Linked DNA regions of Mus musculus: all the other regions are linked to region 7. Evidence: chromatin contacts called from public HiChIP or PLAC-seq and promoter capture Hi-C data. All regions are on one chromosome and are shown on one strand. The core of a region is the stretch at or near the end of the contact, and the rest is flanking DNA. Distances in the headings are between cores, read along the strand shown. Region 1 holds the start of Psmg4 (proteasome (prosome, macropain) assembly chaperone 4). Region 2 holds the start of Nqo2 (N-ribosyldihydronicotinamide quinone reductase 2). Region 3 holds the start of Foxc1 (forkhead box C1). Region 4 holds the start of Bphl (biphenyl hydrolase-like (serine hydrolase, breast epithelial mucin-associated antigen)). Region 5 holds the start of Tubb2b (tubulin, beta 2B class IIB). Region 6 holds the start of Exoc2 (exocyst complex component 2). Region 7 holds the start of Serpinb1a (serine (or cysteine) peptidase inhibitor, clade B, member 1a).

Region 1 (2,920 bases), core at 314-2,813, 1.3 Mb before region 7:
GACCAGCACAACTTTTCTATGAATGCTCACAAAGAAAATAATTCAGGTGTCAGCAGCCACAAGCCCGCTAGTAGGACTAGAGCTGCCATACTCTCCACCTGCATAGATAGATGTGGCCATGTTTTAGTAGAACCTGATTACGAAGTAAGACCTTACTGCCTGACTGGCTACAACTTAAAGGACGCCCTGAAGAGGTCTCAACAACTCACCAAGTGACTTAATGAGCAGCCTGAGAGGTACTAGACACTAACCTCACCTTATATCACTAAAACTTCAGAGGCCAGTACTACTGGAATAACTGGGCAGGGAAGAACACTAAGAAGCAACAGGCCCTGTGGGGATCACTAGAAACTCAGTATCATACTCTGAATTCATCTCAAAGGGTCTTTAGCAGAGGAATGGCAATCCCTGATCTATCTTATTGTTTTATCTTTTTGCTTATATGTAGTGTGTATGGTATGCATGCATACGTGCATGCATGTTCCTAAATTTGGGTGCATATATATGCATGTGCCCCCCACACAAAGTGAGCTCATCCGAGGGTAAGGTAAGTCCTTCATCCAATATGAGTGGTGTGTTCAAGGAAGAGATGAGGACAGGCAGTTTAACTCAGTGGTGGAGCATTTGCATAGCACATGCAAAGCTTTGGATTCAACCCCCTATCCTGGAGATGGAGAGGCTCTGGGCACGTGACCTGTGAGAGAAAGAAAGGCCAAAGACAGCCAGAGAGCACTCAGAATAGGTAGAGTTGCCCATACAGAGATGAAAGGTCACAGAAGGGGAAGGTTTGAGTTTGTTGGTCAAGTACCTATCAGACACTCAAATCTAAGCTCCAAGTTCAATACAAAAGTTGTCTAAACCCAATGTAAAATGTAAAACGTAGCACGCGCACATGTCAGGAAGCTGGTGCAAGGAGAGCCGATGTTCTGGTGAGCTCAGAGCTCAGGGGCTGGGATGAGTTCCCTTTAAGGTGGTCCACGTGTGGGTTGACTCCGGGGTTCCCGCAAGTCAAGAAGCAGCCCTAGGAGACTCCAGCCTGAGGTGTTCAGAATAGGACCCCAGGGCACACTGAAGCTCCTCAAGAATGTCTCTCAGGGCCGCATGCGACCAGCCTCACTCCCACTGGTCTCTCTCCTCCCAAACCCTTCTTAGCGGTCCCCACCCTCTACCCCAGATCCTTCACCTTGAGGTCCACCGGTCCCCCCAACCCCACCCCCAACTACGGCTAGGCCCCGCCCCCAGATCGCCATCAAGTTCCTGGCCCCGCCCACACTCACGTAGCGGCTGCACATGGCCACTGCGAGGTTGCGTAGATGCGGCGTTGCTCCCACCCACAGGAAGAGCGAATCCGTCAGCCGCATGACATGAAAGTGGACCAGCTGCTCCCACAGCCTTGCACTGAAGTTGTGAAGCGACACGTCCGCGTCCGCAGCGGCCCGAGACTCCTCCATCCCGCCAGCCACCGGGCCACAGCACCGAGACCGGGCAGGCGCGGGCTCCCAGACCAGAGAGAGCGAGCTCCGAAAAGCGGAACGCTCTTTCACTTTCAGATGCGCGCGCCGAGGTGGGGTGGGGCGAGCATGAGTGGGCGGGGCCTAGAACAGGGCCTCCGCCTGCTCTAGCCTGGTACCTTCAGCCTCGCCTAGGAGTCTGCCAGCGATCTCTAGGAACCCACTGAACTACCTCTGTCCTTTTTCCTTCTTCCCAGGAGCGCATGTTAGTGGACTGAAACCACTCTCAGCATCTTCCTTTGCCCAGACACGGACACAATTTGAGCGCTTTAGCAGCCACCACCTCCCAGGCCCACCTCTGCAAGTCTCTAACCTAGCTAACATAATTTAACAGCAATGATCCTGGGAGAAAGCTGTAAAAAAGAACTGCATAGACCATGGCGGGAGGACAGGGTCTTCAGAGACAGGCAGGCACACCCTGAGCTGCTATCATGTAAAGCTCGGGTCTTGATCTAACCCTTTAACTTCTCTGTCTCTCTTTCCTCGAGTACAAAATGGAAATATGAGTAGGGAGCCTTTAAGATTTGAGAAAGAATGTGAGAGAGGGAAGCCCTGTGGAGGGTGGTGATATATCTGCCCTGGGACCCTTTAATTTTAATTACTGGGACACTAAAGTGTTTGGAATGAGTCCCTTGGTGGGTTGAGAGGCGTAAAAACTTGCCCGGTTTGTCAAGCTTTTTACAGTAGACTTGGAGACTCTAGGAACTGCAAAGAGTCTGCTTAAATTTCCTGTAACTCTTAGTGGATCAAATTGAGATTTAAAATGTGATGTGATTTGAGTATGGTTTGGGACCCTCCGAGGATCCACTGTGAGATGTCTTAGTCCCCAAGGGAGATAGATTATGGAATATCATGGGAGATCAGGGGATAGGCCCTGTCTGGAAGACCCAAGTCACTGAGGAAAAGGAAATATTCCTGTGATAGAGCTCCTGAGGTATTACTATAAAAGCAACAAGCCCAGCCTTTGTGGTTAATATTGTTGGGGGTTGGGGGGAGGGGGTTACTACACCCCCTTGTTACCTTTAAATATCTATTGGGGGTTTCTACCCCACTTCAGACCATATCATTACCAGATAAAAGATACAGAAACATTTAGATTTATAATAAGCTTAAAAGCACTAGAGCTAGGCAGATATCAGCCCTCTATGCTATATTACCTATTTTCTTATGGTGATCCCAGAGATGTCACTGGCCATGTTCAGCCTGGGCCATTCCTACTCCATCAGGCTGGTCCTCTTGACCATGTGCCCATGATCTACCAACACCATGGTGACCTCCTTCCTTCTTCCTCTCTCTTCCACCTCATCCTTATCTCAGACCCCAAGCCCAGAATCCATTTTTCCACCCACTCTGTTCTGCCTAGCCTTGTCTGTAGGCATCTTTATTGGCCAATCAGGAATAAGTTGGGG
Region 2 (2,914 bases), core at 195-2,694, 1.1 Mb before region 7:
AAAGGTTATTTAGCTGGGCTCTGGTTTGAAGTGAGTGGCTGGTGATGCAGCCAGGGACCTGAGTGGGGGGATGATAAATAGGTCAGAGTAAAGATTTTATGCCAAGAATAACAGAAGATCTTAGGCAGATAGCTCTAAGGTTAATACACATTTTCAAAGGTTCCCAGGACTACTGTAGATGAGCAAAACACATCCCGAGATTTCCCTCAAGTAGGCACACAGCTGCCTTAGTCCGGACTTTGCAGTGCTGCTAGGCACACTCTACACTCTACCCCTAGCCTCACCGCCTCATCTGTGCTACTCAGCTCAGTTTACAAATTTGTATTACAATTGGGTGTGGCTGGCTGGGTGCATGGGGTTGAAATTTCCTCTTACTTAACTCTCGGAAGAGTAAGAAATTCGAACATAGATACAATCTCCTGATACAGGCTTTTCACTCTCAGTTACTCGCCTTAGGTGGAAACTGTAAGTTAACCAAGGTTTTGTTGTTTGTTTTTTCTTGTTTTGTTTTTGCTGTTGTGTTGTTTGTGGGGGAGGTGTGGTTGTTAACCTACAAGCCACATGAAAAGAACTTCACGATATTTAGAGATAAGCATAATTATGTCTCAACATCCAGCAGTTATTTTGATAGTTTTACTGTATCATTTTCTACACAGGCAGGCTCTATGGTGGTCATTCTAACAGCTGACATGTTATCCTGTAGTGACAGCATTGCCTGCCTGCTTTCTGTGTTCACTTAGTTTATCTTTTTCTAGAGTGCTCTTGCTCAATCGCGCTCCTCTCCCCCACCCTCCATGCTCCCTTAGAGGCTTCTGCGAGTCACAAAGTTTCAGTCTTCTGTCTCTTCCTTACTTATATTTCCAGAAATTACAGGTTACTGAAACCGATAGTTTCACATTAAGGTTACAGAAGCTGATACTTCCTTTGAGCCAGTGTTCTTTAAGGCAGAGTAAACCGCAGTTGCCAGGCTAAGGGAAGACACCCTGCACAAACTTCGCTCTGGCTCACTTCGATTTTTACCCTTTGCTAAAAAAATATGCAGAGACTCACAACTGCTCACTATACAAGAGTGGGCTGGCGAAACGCAACCATTCACGTTAAGCAGGACCTGGACCCAGTGTGGACGCGCCTGCAAATACTTAAAGGCTTGAGGAGCGAGGCACCCTGGGAACACCGGTCTACAGTTTAATATGCAAGCTGAAAACCGGAAGGGACCTCTTTAGTCCTGCATTTCCCCCAGTCCCCAAAGTTGCTTGCAGAAAGGACGCGCATGCCCCAGGGAAGCAGTGAACAGACTCTTACCTCTGCCTCCTGGAGGGAACACACGCACAATGTGACACAGCCAGTGTCTAGGGCCAGAATGCCTAGAGCTTGCCTGCACGCTTTGCCGCTGCGCCCAGGGCCGTTTTCCCCACCCGGCCCCGCCCTCACACTGACCTCTAGCGGCTTCTTGGCAACAACCCGCCCCACAACTCCCAATCAGTGGACTTCAATCTTCCCTCCCCTACTGTCTCCTTGACCTGTTCCTGCCCCACGCTGGGCTCCAGTAGTTGTGGGCAAAACCAGTTTCTCTCCTTGCTTCCGGCATCTGGCAGAAAGCCTGTGCTGGGAGATGGGAAGTGGTGCCTTCCTGCTTTGTACCTCATCCTCTACAAGCACTAATATATCCAGGCAAATCAGCACAAAAACACTGTACTACTAGGCAATCAAAAAAAAAAAAAAAAAAAAAAAAAAAAGAAATGAGTTGTGAATACATCCTGCTCCAGTCTTCAGGGAATTTCCCAGAGTAAGAGCGTCCAATCACCAAAGAATATGTATTTAATGATTCTGTTTCTTGAAAGAGTAAATTACAGGAATAGGGAATCAGAGTAGTGGTTGCAAAGATTTAGGAGTTAAAGAACAATCTTTGTGTTGAAGGATGCATTCTTTGCCTATCCTATCAGTGTCCACGTCACGGTAAGCCACTCTTGCCAGATGTCGTCAATGGAGAAAACAGTGAAACTGATATATAGGTAAAAATACAATAGTTAATTAAAAAATGTTGCGGGGCCTAGCAAACACAGAAGTGGATGCTCACAGTCAGCTAATGGATGGATCACAGGGCTCCCAATGGAGGAGCTAGAGAAAGTACCCAAGGAGCTAAAGGGATCTGCAAACCTATAGGTGGAACAACAATATGAACTAACCAGTACCCCGGAGCTCTTGACTCTAGCTGCATATGTATCAAAAGACGGCCTAGTCGGCCATCACTGGAAAGAGAGGCCCATTGGACACACAAACTTTATATGCCCCAGTACAGGGGAATGCCAGGGCCAAAAAGGGGGGGTGGGTGGGTAGGGGATTGGGGGGCTGGATATGGGGGACCTTTGGGATAGCATTGAAAATGTAAACGAGGAAAATACCTAATAAAAAAAATTTTTAAAAAAATGTTGCAAGACCAAGTAGTTGCAGAAGCTGGGCAAAGGAGCTGGTAGAACTTTAGGTGAAAAATTGTGTGTGTGTGTGTGTGTTGTTGGTTTTCTGGCTTTCTATCCACAGTGACATCTTACCAATTCAAGGAATGGTGGTATGGCTGATCTCTCTGCTACCATTTTCCTTATATTAAGAAGTGGATTACTGCATTCCCCGGCAGGGTCAGGGCTGCCAGTGAGCCTTGGCCTGGAGATGGTCTACATTTTCTAATAGAGATGCAGGTGTAAGTGCCTCAGCCCCTGTGGGATCATGCATGACTGGAGTACAGCAGCATCTGTGAACAAGAACTCACAGACACACTCTACGTAAGCTGCTCTTCGCCCGCCCGGGACCGGGACTGGAAGCTGAGTGGTACTCTCTGGTGTACATAATGGTGTAGGCTGAATGGAAGTTGAACAGTAGGACAGTTCACTAGGAACACAATCTTCAATAGAATAACTGA
Region 3 (2,782 bases), core at 271-2,770, 1.0 Mb after region 7:
ACCCCCGCAGCGACGTCATGATGTTGTCCACGCTGAAGCCCTGGCTGTGATGCGGCGGCGGCGCAGGCTGTGGCGGCGGCGCGGGTTCTGCAGCGTCCAGGCTGAGCGGCCGCGCCGACGGCAGGCTGCCCGGGGGGCTGCTCCCGCTCGACAAGCTGCTGCTGCTGCTGTCGGGGCTCTCGATTTTGGGCACTGTGGCGGCGCTGCCGCTGCCTAGGGCGGCAGCCGGGGACAGGGGCTGGGGAGGCGAGGGACACGTACCGTTCTCCGTCTTGATGTCCTGGATGCGCACGGGCGGCGGCTGTGGCCCGGGAGCGGAGCCCTCGGCCTGCTCCGGGGGCGCGGGCGCGGGCTGGCGGCCGGCCTGCGGCGGTGGCGGTTCTTGGAGGTGCAGCCGGCCCTTCTCCTCCTTGTCCTTCACTGCGTCCTTCTTCTTGAAGCGCCGCCGCCGCCGCAGGAAGCTGCCGTTCTCGAACATGTTGTAGGAGTCCGGGTCGAGCGTCCAGTAGCTGCCCTTGCCTGGCTTCTTGTCGTCGCGGGGCACCTTGACGAAGCACTCGTTGAGCGAGAGGTTGTGCCGTATGCTGTTCTGCCAGCCCTGCTTATTGTCCCGATAGAAGGGGAAGCGGTCCATGATGAACTGGTAGATGCCATTCAGAGTGATCTTCTTGTCCGGGGCATTCTGGATGGCCATGGTGATAAGAGCGATGTAGCTGTAGGGCGGCTTCACCATGTCCTTGGGCTGCGGCTGCGGCGTATAAGGCCCGTAGGCGCGCGCCATGCTGCCCGGGTACTGCTCGGCGTGAGCAGGGTGCGAGTACACGCTCATAGGGGCCGGCATGGCGGTGTAGCCGCCCCCGGCCGCCGCCGCGGCAGCGCGATAGTAGCTCTGCTCGCCGCCGAGGTAGGGCACCACTCCCAGGGAGTTGGGGCTGGACACCGAGTAGCGCGCCTGCATGGCCCCGGCTCGCCGCCGCCAGGCGCAGCCCGCCGCCCCCCACCCTCGCTCGGGCCGGGCCGCGCCGCACCGGCCGCCGAGTCCGAGTCCGGGCCGCGCCGAGCTACCGCGGGCCCCTCCGCGCTGCGTCTGTCCCGGCCGCGGCCGCCTCCTTGCGCCCTGGGCCGCTCGGCCTCTCCCTGCGCTCGCCTGGCGCCTCGCAGCCCACTCAGTTCCCGCGCGGGCGGCGAGGGAGGGTCGCTGCACCCGGAGAGGGCCAGACCAGGACGCTGCAAGCCGCCTCGGAGGAACGTTCGGATCAACTTCCAGGCGCAGTCGGGGCAAAAAAAGAGACAAAAGTTAAAAAAAAATTAAAAAAAAAAAAAAACAAAAACAAATAAAAAAAATAAGGCGCCCTGCTCGCCACTGCCTGCGCCTTCCAGGAGACACTGCTCGGGGCTGCTGGCTAAGGCGGCCAAATAACCAGGGGCGGGGGCAGCGCGCCGGCCGCCTTCCCGGGCCCCCGCGTCACCTTTTCTCAGTCTCTTGCGCCGGCCGCTTAAGGAAGCATTGGGAAAACTTCTGAACTTTTGAGCATCCGTCACCCAGGCGAGGACTTTTTTACGCAGTTACATTTTTTTCCGGGCAGGGGAGCCCCGCCCCACTACGGAGGCGGCAGCCAATGGGAGGCGAGAGACGCCTGTGAATGAGCCAGCGGCCGAGCTCTGCCGGCCCGCTCCTGGCGGCTGGAGGACCGCGGGGCTGACCACACGCGCGCCGGCTGCCCGGGCCCGGCGCCCGCGCCCCTGCCCGCAGCCCGCGCTCGGTCCTCCCACCGCACCCACCCACTCACTCCCAGACTCTGCGGTTCTCCCGGTCTGCGGACTTTCGGAGTCCTCACCGGCCCGGAGACCCTTCCTGCGTCCACTGTTCCCAGGCCTCCACGGAGCCCTCGAGTCACACAGGATCTGCCTCAGTCCTTACTCTACCGTGCTGTCTCCAGCGCCGGGAGTTTCTCCGTCCTTTCCAGCCCTCCGCCCATCCCTTGTCCTCTCCTTTCCGAATATCCCTCTCCCTGCTATCACCGGTCACACCAACATCACATTTGCTCTCCACAGGCAGGTTCTCCAGTCCGACTTTAGGTTACCAAGGCTGTTACAGCCGCCGGGGTTCCAGTGAGGAAGAAGATGGTATTTCGGTGCCTCGCCCCACTCCCTGCTAGCAGTAAGCGGAGGGGATAGAAACTTGGAACTTCAAACGTGTGTTAAGCTGATGGAATGTGTAGGCCACATTGAGGAGCACGGGGTTCACAGGCGTTCCAGGGCTTAAAAGAGCTAGAGAGTTCGGGCTAAGAGGACTCCAGAAGTTTCCTCGACAAACCATGCGTTGCCCCTCTGTCCTGACCAGTACATTTTGGCTCGTAGGGGCAGTTAAGTTCAAAAGAGCTCGGTGACATTAGTAGTTGTGGTGAAGCAGAGTCAGGTAAATATCCCCAAGAACTTAAGGCTTCCCCCAGCCACTCTCAGCCTCTACCCATTCCAGGGCAGCTGTCTCACAGAGTCTGAGTTGGAGGAAGTGTTCAGAATTGCACCTACAAGGCGGCTTAAAGATTTTGAAGAGATAAGCCCCGAATGATCCTAGATATTCCGTGATTAAACCTCAAGGCTGCAGCCTCTGGGTGACTAGAACAGGATGGGTAGAGATGGGGGTGGGGGGGCGGTATTGGAGGATCTGAGAGGATAGGCCTCCCTCTGACTGAAAAACAACCCTGTATTTCAGCAACTGGTCCAGAAAAAAAAAATCTGACAGAGTGGGCACCAGGTCGTTTGCTAGAAGATGGGTTTG
Region 4 (3,231 bases), core at 486-2,985, 1.2 Mb before region 7:
CACAGCTAAGAAGGGTCAATAATACAGTTATTTAGACTATGTGATCTCAAAAGCCCATGATTCTCTTTAATCTCCTGGCAAAAGTGGCATTCAGTCTCATTGCCAAGTCGGGGGGTGGAGGCAGCGATGAGGCGAAGGAATGGACCTGATTCTCTGGCCGGACCTCCTTAGGTTAACTCAGAAAATACTGTTTTCAGACTGTCAGATTTAGTAAATTATTAACATCAGAACGGACATACAACTCCCCACAGAAAAAATGACTTTTCAACAGATCACAGAGATCATGAAGTAAGGAAAGGGTCAAAGTTCCAAGTATCAGATTTACAAGAAACTCTGTGGTGCATAACTCAGCTACCTGCGGGCTGGACACTGGCTGTGAAGAGGTTTTCATGGGACTGTTGCGGCTGAGGCTGCAGCCTGGCTTCAGGATTAACCACCTGGAGCTGTTTCTCAGGTTACAGGCCGTTTGTATTTCTAAAACAATGCAGGGTGAGACTAAGGGAAACCTTAGCAGAGATCTTTTAGGAAGAGTGGTCTCCAGTGCAGCTAAGTGAATGAGACTCTCAACAGCCATTAAGTTGCCGATGAGCATGACATTAACACAACCTTAGTAGCCTCGTTCAAGCCCTTTTTGCAATCAGGAAACGGGATAACATGCCTCTTCACTAGCAATTTATACAACCAGAGTCACTGATATGTTTTCCAACGTGTATATTTAAAAAGTTGTTAAAGTCATATGAGAGAAGAAATCTGAATTGGATATAGACTAAGAGAGCTACACAATCATGCTACTAATGTTTAAAAACAAACAAACAAACAAACAAAAAAATGGGTCGCTTTTCCGTTCTTTCTACTTCCAGATTATATGCTCAAACGATTGGTTTCCACATCAGGTCTAATAAAGTTCCAAATGCTCGTTACTACTGTCAATGGCCCACCGATAGTAAACTGCACACGACCACTGCCTATGTCTGCATGTGTATAACATGGAGGGATGCGCACAACTTCAGCCTGCTCTATCCACATCTTCTGCTTACATTCTCTTGAGACCGTGCACCCATTTTCAAGACAGCAGGTCTCCATGAATGTTATTATTTTAGCAAAGGGCTGGAGTGTAGTGTAGAGGGAAATAGAAGTGAAGATTCGGTGTCCTGGCCATCACCACACACACACACACACACACACACACACTCGACTCTCTGGCAGGGGAACCTGGGACTTTGAATTTACACAGGTTCCCAAGCAGATTGTCTTGCACACTTAAGTTTAAAATTAGCAAGCAAAAGGACTCAGGAAACTTGGGCCCTGCCTGCCACTGAAGCAGGTTAGGCAGATTTCTGATTTGGCAGGAATAATTACTGTTCCCAGCAAATGGCTAAGAGGCCAGCAAGCCCCCCACCCCTTCCTTCCTCCCCAGTTCCTTCCCTGTGCACTGAGGAGGCTGGACCACCACCCAGCACGTAGAACCTAACCCCAGGCATCAAAGTGCTCGCACACCAGTTCTGCGGGATCTGGACGTGGGGTTTGAGCAAGGAAGGGCCGACAACGCCAGGCGTCCGTATCCCTCCCCGGCCAGTGGCCCTCGCTGCCCCGAGCACGCCATTACCCGAAGGTGGCTACGGGTTCGGCCTGGGGTACGCAGATCCGGGATTTCAGGGGCGAGAGGAGCAGCCGCAACCGCTGGGCCGCCGGGCGAACTGTTGCGGTCGCCATAGCTCCAGGTCGCACAAGCTCCATGGAACGCGCATGCGCCCGGCTGGATGCCACCCTTCAAGTGCTAAGCTCGAAGTCCCGCCCCTGGCCCGCTGTGCCTTGCTGGAGCTCGCTCTGCTCCTTGTCAGGCCTGCCCAGAAACAAAAACAGAGCGTGTCCTTCTAGTCCTAGCTCTCTCAGGGTGGACAGTTCAGTAGGCACTGCTCCTTGCTTGCAACTGCCAAGGAGTCCAAGGATATGGGTCGGCGGGGCCACCTGCTGTGCTGCCTTCACCTAAAGGGTATCTAAGCAGAGCCTCTGAGAGACAAGTGCACAGCAGACCATCCTGCCTCTGTTAAGGAAGGAAAGCTCAAGCTGGCCTAGAACTCTAGCTGATGTTGATCTTGAGCTCCTGATCCTCCTGACTCATGCTGGGACATCTGGCCTGCATCACTACACCTGACTATGTCCCACTTCCCACATTATCTAGCCCTGGTCCCTTGATGCTAAGCATAATGGTAGCAAGCCTTTAGGTTACTTAGAGCAACATTTATTATGCACGTCTTAAGAACTCATCATTTGTACATCTTGCTGTGTTAGCTTTATGCACCACTGTGACAAACATTTGAGAACAATGTAAAAGGGGGAAAGGTTCATGGTTTCAGAGCTCTAAGCTCAAGGTCATCCGGACCCATTTCTTTGGGCCCGAGGAAAGGCAGTGCATGGTGGGAGCGGAGGCACTTAAGTGTTAAGAGCACTTAACAGGCTGAGAGGGAGAAGAGAAAGAACTGGAAGAAACTGTTCAAAGGAAAAATTGTTCAAAGACATGCATGCTCCCAGTGACCTGCTTCTTGTAGTCAGGCCCCACCTCCTATATCTTCCAATAATACCAACAAACTATGAATCCATTAATAGATAACTCCATTGATTAAGTCAGAGTCCTCACGATCCAATTACCCAGCAATGACTAGTCCCAGTAATGGGGGGGGAGGGAGCTTTCAATACTTCATACCAAAAACTAGTCATTTTTGTGCCAGGTGCCTTAAAGTGTGTCACTATATTTTTAATTAGTATATGCTCCTTCTCCATCCATACTTCTTACCCCAGATTATAGACGAGGAAACAGTGGGAAGAGAAGTTAGAAAGGCTTGGCTCACAGAGCTGTGGAGGGGTATTCAGGTCGGCTTAGCTTCCTAATGCTATATGAAAACATCATACCTCTTACTACAATTACACTAGCTCTTAACTCTTTATAATCACTTATTTGTAAATGTCATTGAGTCTGTCCTCCATTTTAACCCCACCCCATTTTTTGAAGCGATAAAACCATGAAGGGAACCTTGATTTCTTCCCCTCTTCCCCTACCTCACCTTCTAAGGCCCTTTTTAAAAATATTGTCAGCAGTTATAAAACATTATCAGATTAAGTGGTTCAGTTTTAGCCACAATCTGGTTGTCAACCCTTTAGATATCTTTGTATACTGCTTATACCATAGAGAAGCCTAGGGTGAGGCTAGCCTTGGATGCTTGATCCTCCTGT
Region 5 (3,071 bases), core at 484-2,983, 1.3 Mb before region 7:
CACGTGGGCACACCTTCACTGTTCTTGCCTCTCTCTTCTCAATCCACCCTGAACTGAACACCTGCAACCGTATCTGGCGAACTCTGGCCATAGAGATCCAGTCTGGACACCCTGGCAATCACAGGCGGCAAGGCTTTTGTTCTAGGCTGCTTCTCATGGTACATTAGAATTCAGTTTAAAGCCCGCCCTGCCCCCACACCCCTTGCGGAAAGGAGAGGCGATGACAGCTTCAGATGGTTCTAGCAGGTCCTCCCTCGCTCAACAGCTGCGAGCTCTACCCTATAGTGTGACCCTGAGTCACTTGGGCCTCACTCCTTAGAGAATAAAAGGGGTCACATCACCTCCTAAACCACTAGCCCCGCGTAGGGAAGCAGTGACCTTCAACCTGGGATAGCAGGGAACATACTCTGACACCCTTCTTCTTCTCTCCCTCAGAGCACACAGGTTTATTTCACATACGCTCACAAAGGGATCAGTTTCTTCCTCGAATACCTAGAAAATGCGGGTTTGAAGGGAGAGCTGATGCATCGCGTCTGCGCACGCGCTGATGTGAGTGCGCCTGAGTCTGCGGTGGTCTCTGGCTAGCTCACCGCGCTGCAGTTTTTAGGCGTGTCCCCCTCCTCTCCATCCGCAGCACCAAGGCTGGGACCTCTTAGTCACTGCAAATGAAGGTAAGAATGCTCTAGGCGTCGAAGGTTCTCAGAACCTTCTTTTCTAACAACGGATGAACTAAATACTGGAAGGACAGCGCCTGACTGGCTTTTAAACACTCAGTTGTGGAATACATCCCACGCTTTTGTGAACTCCTTTGTTTCCCTGACAGACCCGCCCCCAGGACTCCACCCTCACTCTGCCGGCAACACAGTTCACACACTGCGGCCTGCCACACCCACCCCATCACTCAGGAGGAACAAAAGCCAATCACAGGGTGAAAGGAGTCTTTGGTATCAGGCAGCGAGCACAGTATTCTTGGAGTGTGCGAGGCAGGGCTAGGCTCAGAGGTCCTTCTACCACTAAATGCTGCTACTATAGCAGAGGAACAAGCATAGTCAATAAAGACAAAGGCAAGTCTAAGATGCTCCAAAGTGTCCAAAGTTATGATCTTTTGGATTTTTCTTTTTTCCAATTACACTCGCTTTCGTAGGATCACTAGTCTTTTCCTAAAGTTGTATGTAATGGGCGTGTGCGCCTGGACAGACATTGACCTCCAGGGATGAAGAATGAGGCACTACTCTCGCCAAGTGCTTTGGCTTGGCGAAGCCTGCTCAGAGTAAGAAGAGGAATTGCTCAAGTAACGCAAATGACCCTAAAGCTCCCTACCAGTGCTCACTCGCAACACCGGACTGCACCTGCTGCACCCACCCATTAGCAGCCCCTTCTCCATCCCCAGCCTATGGTACTAAATCACCCCGCCCCGCCACACTACCGCAGTCTTCACGCTCCCAGTTCCCAGTTCCCCACACTCAGCTTGCCCTTCTCAAGTCCGAGACAATGCTCAGGCCCCAGCTTCTCCCAAGAAGCCCCACTCCTCGCAAGGTCTTCACGCCCGCGCTGATTGGCCACAAGCCCATAGTCCAGCCCCCAAGACCGTCCCTGGGGCTCAGAGCATTACGTCAACCCGGCCTGGAGAGCGCTAGCGAGAACGGGACTGGGGGCTTTGGCTGGGGGGCGCGGTCTTTTTGGTTCGCCCCACCCTCCCTACATAAAAGACCGAACCCACCCGGCCCTCGCCCTCAGCCCGTAGCCCGTCGGTTCCGGAGTAAGTTCCAGGTGGCCCAGCAGTGGGTGTGGAAGGGGAGGATCATCAGACCCACTGACACAGACCCAAGACAGCAAGAAGCTAACCAGGCACCATGCGAGAGATCGTGCACATTCAGGCGGGCCAGTGCGGCAACCAGATCGGTGCCAAGGTGGGTTCACTGCTTAGGGGGTGAGGGAGGGACCCTAACGGAGCTCCCCTCGGGATAGGTGGGGTCCAAAATGAGGCGCGGCTCTAGGTAAATACCAGGACTCACCAACGGCGGACCTGACTTGCGGTTTTGTGCAGTCGGATGGGCGTGGTCTCAGAGGAGACTTTAAAGCAAAGGGGTCTCATTCATTTTTCCTGGAACTATTCGGAATTTGAGCTGCCCCATTTTCTTTCCTCCCTAATAGCCACGAGTGCCTAAAGAAGACGTGGGTGTGTCTGCTAGGCTGTGCATGCCGGTCTTAGGGAGGGGCCGCGACACAGGAGAATTGATTTTACTCGCTTGATCACCAGGCGAGCTGCGGGGGAGGGGAGGAAGAACGATTGCCAGACGGTCACTGAACGTGCTTTGAATTTAAAACATCACCCTACAGCTTCCTCGCTTCACTCTCCCCGCCGGCCCCCTTTTCTCCTTGCCTATAGTCCCAGCGCGTTTGTCTCCAGCTGCCAGTGGTGGCTGTGACTTGCCAACCCAGCTTGGGCTGTTTTTTCACACACACACACACACACACACACACACACACACACACACACACACACACACACACACCCTACCTCCTGCTGAGAGCAGCTGTTCTCATGGGAAACCGCCCAGTTTCAACTTTCTGATCCTCTACAATGCAAGCCCTAAGGCTGTGCCTGGGTCATGCCACTCATTAAAGCTTCGGCAACGTCCTGTTGTCAAAACTGTGGGTGATGGGGGGGCTGCTCATTGAGATTGGGGGTAGGGTTGTGCATAGCTAAATACAGTCTTTTTATGTCACAGTTTTGGGAGGTCATCAGTGATGAGCATGGTATAGACCCCACTGGAAGTTACCATGGAGACAGTGATTTGCAACTGGAAAGAATCAATGTATACTACAATGAAGCAACTGGTAATTACTTTTAACACCCCATCTTCAATTCTGGCATCCCTAAGCTCTGCTCTTATTTGAACCCAGGAGAAGGTGGCTTATTTTAGGATGACCATTTTTGGGGTGGGGTAGCCTCTTCTGTGCCAACCAAACCCTTTGAAAGCTTGGTCATAATAGACCTTTCTTTGTTTGGGGGTACCACCAAACAGGAAGGAGGTGGGACCGAGCCCTACTCTATAGAAGATACTGCC
Region 6 (3,150 bases), core at 430-2,929, 1.9 Mb after region 7:
GTGTCAAAATCCTTCTTTTTAGTTCTAATGAAATCTGAAAGTGTTGAGAACATAAACCTATACAATGATTTGTAGCCTCAGTGGCTACCGTAGCAATTTTAGTTTTAACAGTTTTATTTTCTGGCAACTTCTGCACCAGTGTTTGCTAGTTAGTTTCAGGGTTAGGAGCAGAAACTTGAGGGAGGGGAAAAATAAAGAAAATTGTACCAGTGTTCTTTATGTTAACAAAAGAGTCTCTTTCCTCTTCTGAGTGTTTCTGTTTCACTAGCATAGTATATTTATTATTATTATTTTTTTTTGATCCAGGGAAAACTCTGTGAGTTTTCCAGAGCCACCATTCTGGCTTTGATGATAGGCAGCCTTACCTGACAAATGGCATGTCACTGAGACCTGAAGGGTTTTGTTTCACAGTGAAAGGCTCCGTGACTGCCAGAGATTTCTTACAGTATTTCCTTAGGACCTCTGCTGCCAAGTCTCTTGCTCACGAATAAAGAGTGTTCCCTTGATCTTCAAAATGGATGGTCTGGAAACACTTTGACGTATCTTCTCACAAATAGGAGAGAAAAATGAAGCCATACAATATCTCTTAATTCATAGTGCCTGTACGACACCCTCTTCAGTGTATGTACTGAATGAAGCATAAGGTATGCTTCACAGAAAGATATCTGAAAAAAAAATAGCTTAGGCCAGTGGCTCTTAACCCCCCTGGGGGAATGATCTTCACGCAGGGGTTGTTTAAGACCATCGGAAAACAGATATTTACATTGCCTTCATAACAGTAGTAAAATTACAGCTATGAAGTAGCAACATAATAATTTTATGGTTGGGGGTCACCACGATATGGGGAACTGTATTAAAGGGTCTCAGCATTAGAAAGGTTAGGCTGTTATTGGTCTTAGATAATGGGCACCCCGTAGCTACTTCTCTCCACAGTCATGGCAACACAACCACAGGTAGACCCTATGCTTCTGCCATTATCCTCTGCTGAAGATCACTGTCCTTCGTTCCTGCTACAGAGGAAGCCACAGGGATATGTCTGCTTCAGTTCAGCTGGCCATCTCCAGAGTCCACAGGAGGGTACCTTCAAACCTTAGGGCTTATGGGCTGTAGATAGCAGTCGTTTCTATAATATGGGGGTCTTGTGAGTTTGCAAATCAATTTGCCACTCAGACCCTTGGGACCCCAAAGCTCTGACCTGTGAGAAATCTTAATAAGGCGGGCACTCCTGGCTAGATGCAGTCCTTTGACTGAGGTTTGCCTCTTGACCTGGTGCTGATCCCTGACCGCTGTGGACTCTTGGGCAACATCTACTGTGACTCTAACCGACTGTATCCTCTTTACCCCTCCCCTCTTTTTCCTCCCCGAATTCCACCCTTCCACTTTCTCCCTCTCCTCCTTTCTGCTTCCCTCCTTCTTTTCTCCCTTTCCCATCAATTCCTCTTCTCCTTTCCACCTCTCCACCCTTCTCTCCTCCTCCCTCCCCACTTTCCCTTTCTTCCCTCTCTGTCCACTTCCATGCCGTCGATATCCTCTAACTTCCCTTCTCCATAGTCTGGTCCTCCTTCTATTCCTTCCCCTCTGGGAAGAGGCGGTCCATCCAGCACTCGGTGCTCGGCTAGGCGGCGGATCGACGCGCTCGGCGCTCGCGGCGTGCGGAAGTGCGGCCCTAGTGCTGGCTGCGGCGGCCTGGAACCGGTTGGCTGGGACCTGACACCGCCTGCAAGCTGCAGGTGAGTGTCGCGTCCTGGGTGAGGACGCCCCGGGTCCGGAGTGGAATTCCGCGGTGGCACGGGACCGTCGGGGCTGGGCGACCTGGGGAGGCGCGGTGAGGGACCCGGGGCGCGGGGCTGAGTGTGGGAGCCGCGGGCCGAGCCTTCCCCACCCGCCTCCGCGCAGGCCGCCGGGCTGGACCCGGAGGAGCGGCTGGTGTGCAGGGTCTGCTTGGAATCTGTTTAAGTCCCCCGCGCTAACGTGGACGGGAAGCTTGAATGGTTTCCTTTACTACTCTGGGAGCAGCAAGTGCGGGTTCAGCCACACCTCCATTCGGCCATTTGAATGCCTTACACTAAAAACACTAATGGCAACTGGTTATCTCTCTACTAACTTTGTTTATAAAGCTTAGCTTGTGATGGCCCAGGCTTGGTAACAGATTCCCCCAATGGCAAGGAACTGAAAGTCAAAACAAGAATGATCTAAGTGTGAACAATTTGTGATTCGAAAGGTGACAGAAAGACGCTGATGTGTGCTTGCCTCTTACATGTTCTCTTTTGTTTGACACAGTAGACAGTATTTTTAAGCAGGGGAACCTCTGTTTGTTGGAAACAATTTTTGGAGTTATTAGAAAGTAGTCCTTTTTTTTTCTTTTTCAATTATTTAATTTACTGTACCAGACATTTTGAACTATTACCTTCCAAAAGGTGATACCTTGAAGATTACATTCAAAACATTTGTAAAGGCTGTATTCTAGTATGGGGCTTCTTCAACTTTTGCCACCAAAAATTTATAAAGAATTTCCATGGTTTTATATGTAAGTTTATAAAATAGGTAGACAATCTATGTATTCACTATCTGTAAATCACAAAGCTTTTTATTTTAGGACAATTTTTGTATACATCAAACTTACCATTTATTAAAGATGAAAGCATAGAGTTGGATAACTCGGTTCTTTTCACATACATAGTTAAGTCTTGGTTTAATATTTGTAACTACGGGACACTGAGCATCTTCAGGGCTTTCCAGAGCTGATTGATTATTTTAATTTTCTAATCATCGGTAGGAAGAGCAGTTCTACATACAAATACATAGTACACAGTGGTAGAAGGACAGTTAGAAACATTTTGGAGATTGTTGCAAATTTGTCCTTACTCCCAAGCCGAATCCATTGGTGATCTTTTAGAACTTCAAATCAGCAACGTAAAAACCAGTTTTTCAGATTAAAATTCGGACACAACACGATTTAAAGACCCAATCACTTGGTGATTACATGCTGAAGAATGCCAGTAGGGAAATGTGAATAGTCTTTGTTTTCTGTAATAAAACCATTTTTCTCCTTTAAGAACAGAACATTTTGTTTGTGTGTGTGTATATACGTATATACATATGCATAATATATACATATATACACATACATATATACATATATGAATACAC
Region 7 (2,954 bases), core at 371-2,870:
AGCCACAAGCACTGGACTCAGCCCATGAGGGCTGCTGCGTCATCGACATCTGGTGGTTATGGGGTTGAAGTCCACCAGAGCCTTGGACATCCATGACCCTGCCCTGTCTGACTGTAGAAACAGGGAGGTGTAATGGTGGTATTCAAGCCTCAAGTTGTCCCAGTGCTTGTAATGCTGGACTTTGAAAGTCTGTAGGACCTACCACTTTTTCCTTGTCACTGATTTTTTTAAAAAGGAAATTCTGTTCTAAGCTGGTCCCATTTTATTTCAGAAGAAACTAACTTATTTGACTCCACGGGCTCACTGGGGATATTTTGAATTTCATTTCTGATTCTGGTAATACTAGAATAACGTTGAGCTACATGGATGAATATATTTTGTATGTGAAAAGGACTATGTCCATTTATGTTGTTATAGTAAAACATTTGTGGCTTGATAATTATGAATTCTCCATGTTCAAGACTCAGCATCTGAACTAGCCTTCATCTAGACAAGGTCCCAGAAAGTGTAAGGCATCAAGGTATCATAGGGGGGAAAAAAGGAGCGCAGATCTATCTCTTCTGATCTTCTCATCTCTCCTTCTCTTATTAAAGCTTGGAGTCATAGTCCTTAAGAGCTGGGGCGTGCTCGCCACCTAGTGGTCATGAAGATGATATTCTGGAATTCAGTCAGGCGTCCCCACCCTGAGAACCCTGTGTAATCTTAATCACTTCTCAAAGTCCTCACCTCCCAAACACCACACACGAAGTTTCTATCTTCTGATACCTCACAATAGGCATTATATCCAACACGGGAGTGCTCAAGAGACGTGCTGACCCACCTCCCCATCTTCCTTTCTCCTCTTTTAGTTCCCGAGTCTAACAAACACTAATCCATGTGTTGTGACCCTCACCTACAGTAGGATTCTTCCTTTGTCCTCTGAAGAAAGACAAGAAGCACTAAAAGTTCTGTGAATTTACAGTTCCAAACACTTCAAGGAGAATAAAGCTGAGCCCATCAAGTTAACAATGGCCTGGGCTAGTCAATTCTAATTTAAGTTGCATAGTGAGGGGATTTGTCCAAACTTTTAGTCTAATAGTGGGGAATTGTGGGTTGAGGGCTTCTCCAGCCTGGTGTGGTCCCTGAGCTAGCCTTGGCACCTGAAAGGCAGAGAAGACAAGGATCACCTATTGCTTGTAACTGGCAATCTGGGACCTTATCCAAAGGACCCCAAAGATATTTCTCCATCCCTACCTACATACCGCACAGAAAGGATTCCTTTTGATTTTACAGCGTTTCAGTGGAATTCAAGAAGGTATCTTTTGACCTGGAAGAAAGGACATTTATTTATTCTCTTGGCCATTTGCAGCTGAGGAAGAAATAACTTACCAGATCTCTGCTTAAAGAAATAATAATAATAATAATAATAATAATAATAATAATAATAATAATAAAAAGGCCTGCAACTGAGGAAAGTAAAGTCCCCTTGAGAGTGGCCACAATCTTCTGCTTTTATTTTGACAGCCCTCCAAGGTCGGGTTTTAAACACTCAGCCAAGAAAAGGCGCCTCCACCCAGCTTGGGCTTGCCAGGAAGACACGCCCCTTCTGCATGCTATAAAGGCAACAGCTGGCTCTGAGCACTTCATCCTAGCTGTAAGTGGAGCCAGACCTGCTAAGCAAGAGGTAAGATTCTCAGGGGTCATAGCAAGGAGGGAGGAAGCTGGCACCTCTTCCAGGAACCAGCACGTTCCTGGTACCTCACCCTCACCCAAGATGTAACCAGAAAATGCTCTGTGGATCCCCAACTGCACCCTACTCCAGGCCGCGGGCCCGAGGGAGGAAGGTGATCCTAGTTTTTCTTTCCCTCGGCTTTCTTTTTGAACCTTGATCTGGGAGACAGTGCCCTGAGCTTCATACGGTCAATCCTGGCTGCAGGGAGGCTGGGAGGGAAGGAAGCTGGTGAGATCCTAGATCCTCAACAATGAGAACTCCATGTGGCCCGGGTAGCTAAACAGCCAGGGACACACATTTGTGATTAGCCTGTACTTGGACAAACTGGAGCTCTGAGTTTGGGACCCAGCTGGATTAGCAGATGAGCCTCAAGCAGGGCTTGCTTACCCACTGCAGGAATCAGCTTGTTTGCAAAAGGGACACAGAGGAGTGTTCCTCTTCCCTGTCACCCACATCTTACTTATTTGAGTGGCATTCTCAAATTCGCATATTTCACTCCAGCTGAGACTTCAGCCTTGATCTCAGGCATGGAGAACTGAAGTAGTATGCTTGCCCTCTTAGGAAAAACAGGATGAGGTAGGAATTCCAAACTGTAGGGTCCTAGGGGTGGATGTCAGAGCTGAGGTAGGTAGTGTTGCTGGTGTTGTAGCTGGCAGTGCTGATCTCCCCTCTTTTGCAGACTTCACCATGGAGCAGCTGAGTTCAGCCAACACCCTCTTCGCCTTGGAGCTGTTCCAAACCCTGAATGAAAGCAGCCCCACAGGAAACATCTTCTTCTCTCCCTTCAGCATTTCTTCTGCCTTGGCCATGGTCATTCTGGGGGCCAAAGGCAGCACTGCAGCTCAGCTTTCTAAGGTTAGCAAAAGCCAAACTGGCCAGCTCTCCCTGCCATCTCCATGCTTGTTAGATGGTACAGTCAGACTTTCAGAGAGCCACACCCCCAAAACAGTCAGTTCTTCATTCACTACCAACTTTAAGTGAGATTAGGGCAGAGTCTCTGTTCAGTTGGGGACACAAAGTGAAGAAAGACAATGACACTACCTGTGGGTTTGGTTCTCCCATTCACAAGAGTGAATCACAGGCTTTCAGGTAAGCTAGCCCTGCACCTCCCCAGAGCTAGCTGTTTCCTGTTTTCCTTTTGCACTGATAACCACTACTCATAAATCATGCCAGTAATAGGGTCACCTTCAGGCATGACAAATATAAGAACATGCTACAGGAAGAGAGCTTGGTGGTGGTGGTT

The links. Promoter capture Hi-C pulls out the DNA fragments that hold promoters and counts their contacts. HiChIP or PLAC-seq counts read pairs in DNA pulled down with a chosen protein or histone mark.
Region 1: a promoter capture Hi-C map of pre-B cells shows a contact between it and region 7, with 6 times the contacts expected there. The contact joins the promoter of Psmg4 here to the promoter of Serpinb1a in region 7. A contact is called at or near these places in 6 of 39 promoter capture datasets (the 3T3-L1 cell line, 3T3-L1-derived adipocytes, hippocampal neurons and 2 more) and 2 of 115 datasets of contacts at active chromatin or transcription factors (large pre-B cells and stem cell-derived neural progenitor cells).
Region 2: a contact with region 7 is called in an H3K27ac HiChIP or PLAC-seq map of large pre-B cells, with 10 times the contacts expected there. The contact joins the promoter of Nqo2 here to the promoter of Serpinb1a in region 7. A contact is called at or near these places in 11 of 39 promoter capture datasets (the 3T3-L1 cell line, the SN4741 cell line, cranial neural crest and 6 more), 2 of 15 datasets of contacts at CTCF or cohesin (large pre-B cells and pro-B cells) and 2 of 115 datasets of contacts at active chromatin or transcription factors (embryonic fibroblasts and large pre-B cells).
Region 3: a contact with region 7 is called in a promoter capture Hi-C map of pre-B cells, with 3 times the contacts expected there. The contact joins the promoter of Foxc1 here to the promoter of Serpinb1a in region 7. A contact is called at or near these places in 11 of 39 promoter capture datasets (the 3T3-L1 cell line, the C10 cell line, cranial neural crest and 6 more), 1 of 484 Hi-C or Micro-C datasets (myocytes) and 2 of 115 datasets of contacts at active chromatin or transcription factors (astrocytes and bone marrow-derived macrophages).
Region 4: a promoter capture Hi-C map of pre-B cells shows a contact between it and region 7, with 4 times the contacts expected there. The contact joins the promoter of Bphl here to the promoter of Serpinb1a in region 7. A contact is called at or near these places in 9 of 39 promoter capture datasets (the 3T3-L1 cell line, cranial neural crest, embryonic stem cells and 5 more), 2 of 115 datasets of contacts at active chromatin or transcription factors (forebrain and large pre-B cells) and 1 of 9 other capture datasets (macrophages).
Region 5: an H3K4me3 HiChIP or PLAC-seq map of pro-B cells shows a contact between it and region 7, with 5 times the contacts expected there. The contact joins the promoter of Tubb2b here to the promoter of Serpinb1a in region 7. A contact is called at or near these places in 3 of 39 promoter capture datasets (the 3T3-L1 cell line, the SN4741 cell line and hippocampal neurons), 1 of 15 datasets of contacts at CTCF or cohesin (large pre-B cells) and 2 of 115 datasets of contacts at active chromatin or transcription factors (large pre-B cells and pro-B cells).
Region 6: a promoter capture Hi-C map of pre-B cells shows a contact between it and region 7, with 5 times the contacts expected there. The contact joins the promoter of Exoc2 here to the promoter of Serpinb1a in region 7. A contact is called at or near these places in 2 of 39 promoter capture datasets (liver and pre-B cells).

The regions. Positions count from the first base shown.
Region 1 is chr13:34,161,607-34,164,526 of GRCm38.p6, reverse strand. Psmg4 (proteasome (prosome, macropain) assembly chaperone 4) reads right to left here and starts at 1,563. Exons shown (of 3, transcript NM_001101430.2): 1 at 1,278-1,563. The coding sequence starts at 1,451.
Region 2 is chr13:33,963,189-33,966,102 of GRCm38.p6, reverse strand. It overlaps Nqo2 (N-ribosyldihydronicotinamide quinone reductase 2), which reads right to left and starts at 1,444. Exons shown (of 7, transcript NM_001163241.1): 1 at 1,303-1,444. It also overlaps a transcript of Serpinb6a not described here.
Region 3 is chr13:31,805,384-31,808,165 of GRCm38.p6, reverse strand. Foxc1 (forkhead box C1) reads right to left here and starts at 1,520. Exons shown (of 1, transcript NM_008592.2): 1 at 1-1,520. The coding sequence starts at 958.
Region 4 is chr13:34,036,145-34,039,375 of GRCm38.p6, reverse strand. It overlaps Bphl (biphenyl hydrolase-like (serine hydrolase, breast epithelial mucin-associated antigen)), which reads right to left and starts at 1,735. Exons shown (of 7, transcript NM_026512.1): 1 at 1,607-1,735. The coding sequence starts at 1,713.
Region 5 is chr13:34,129,016-34,132,086 of GRCm38.p6, reverse strand. Tubb2b (tubulin, beta 2B class IIB) reads left to right here and starts at 1,733. Exons shown (of 4, transcript NM_023716.2): 1 at 1,733-1,910; 2 at 2,733-2,841. The coding sequence starts at 1,854. Gm36500 (a long non-coding RNA gene) reads right to left here and starts at 1,609. Exons shown (of 3, transcript XR_873221.3): 1 at 1-1,609.
Region 6 is chr13:30,972,576-30,975,725 of GRCm38.p6, reverse strand. Exoc2 (exocyst complex component 2) reads left to right here and starts at 1,679. Exons shown (of 28, transcript NM_025588.2): 1 at 1,679-1,730.
Region 7 is chr13:32,849,851-32,852,804 of GRCm38.p6, reverse strand. Serpinb1a (serine (or cysteine) peptidase inhibitor, clade B, member 1a) reads left to right here and starts at 1,620. Exons shown (of 7, transcript NM_025429.2): 1 at 1,620-1,663; 2 at 2,391-2,566. The coding sequence starts at 2,399.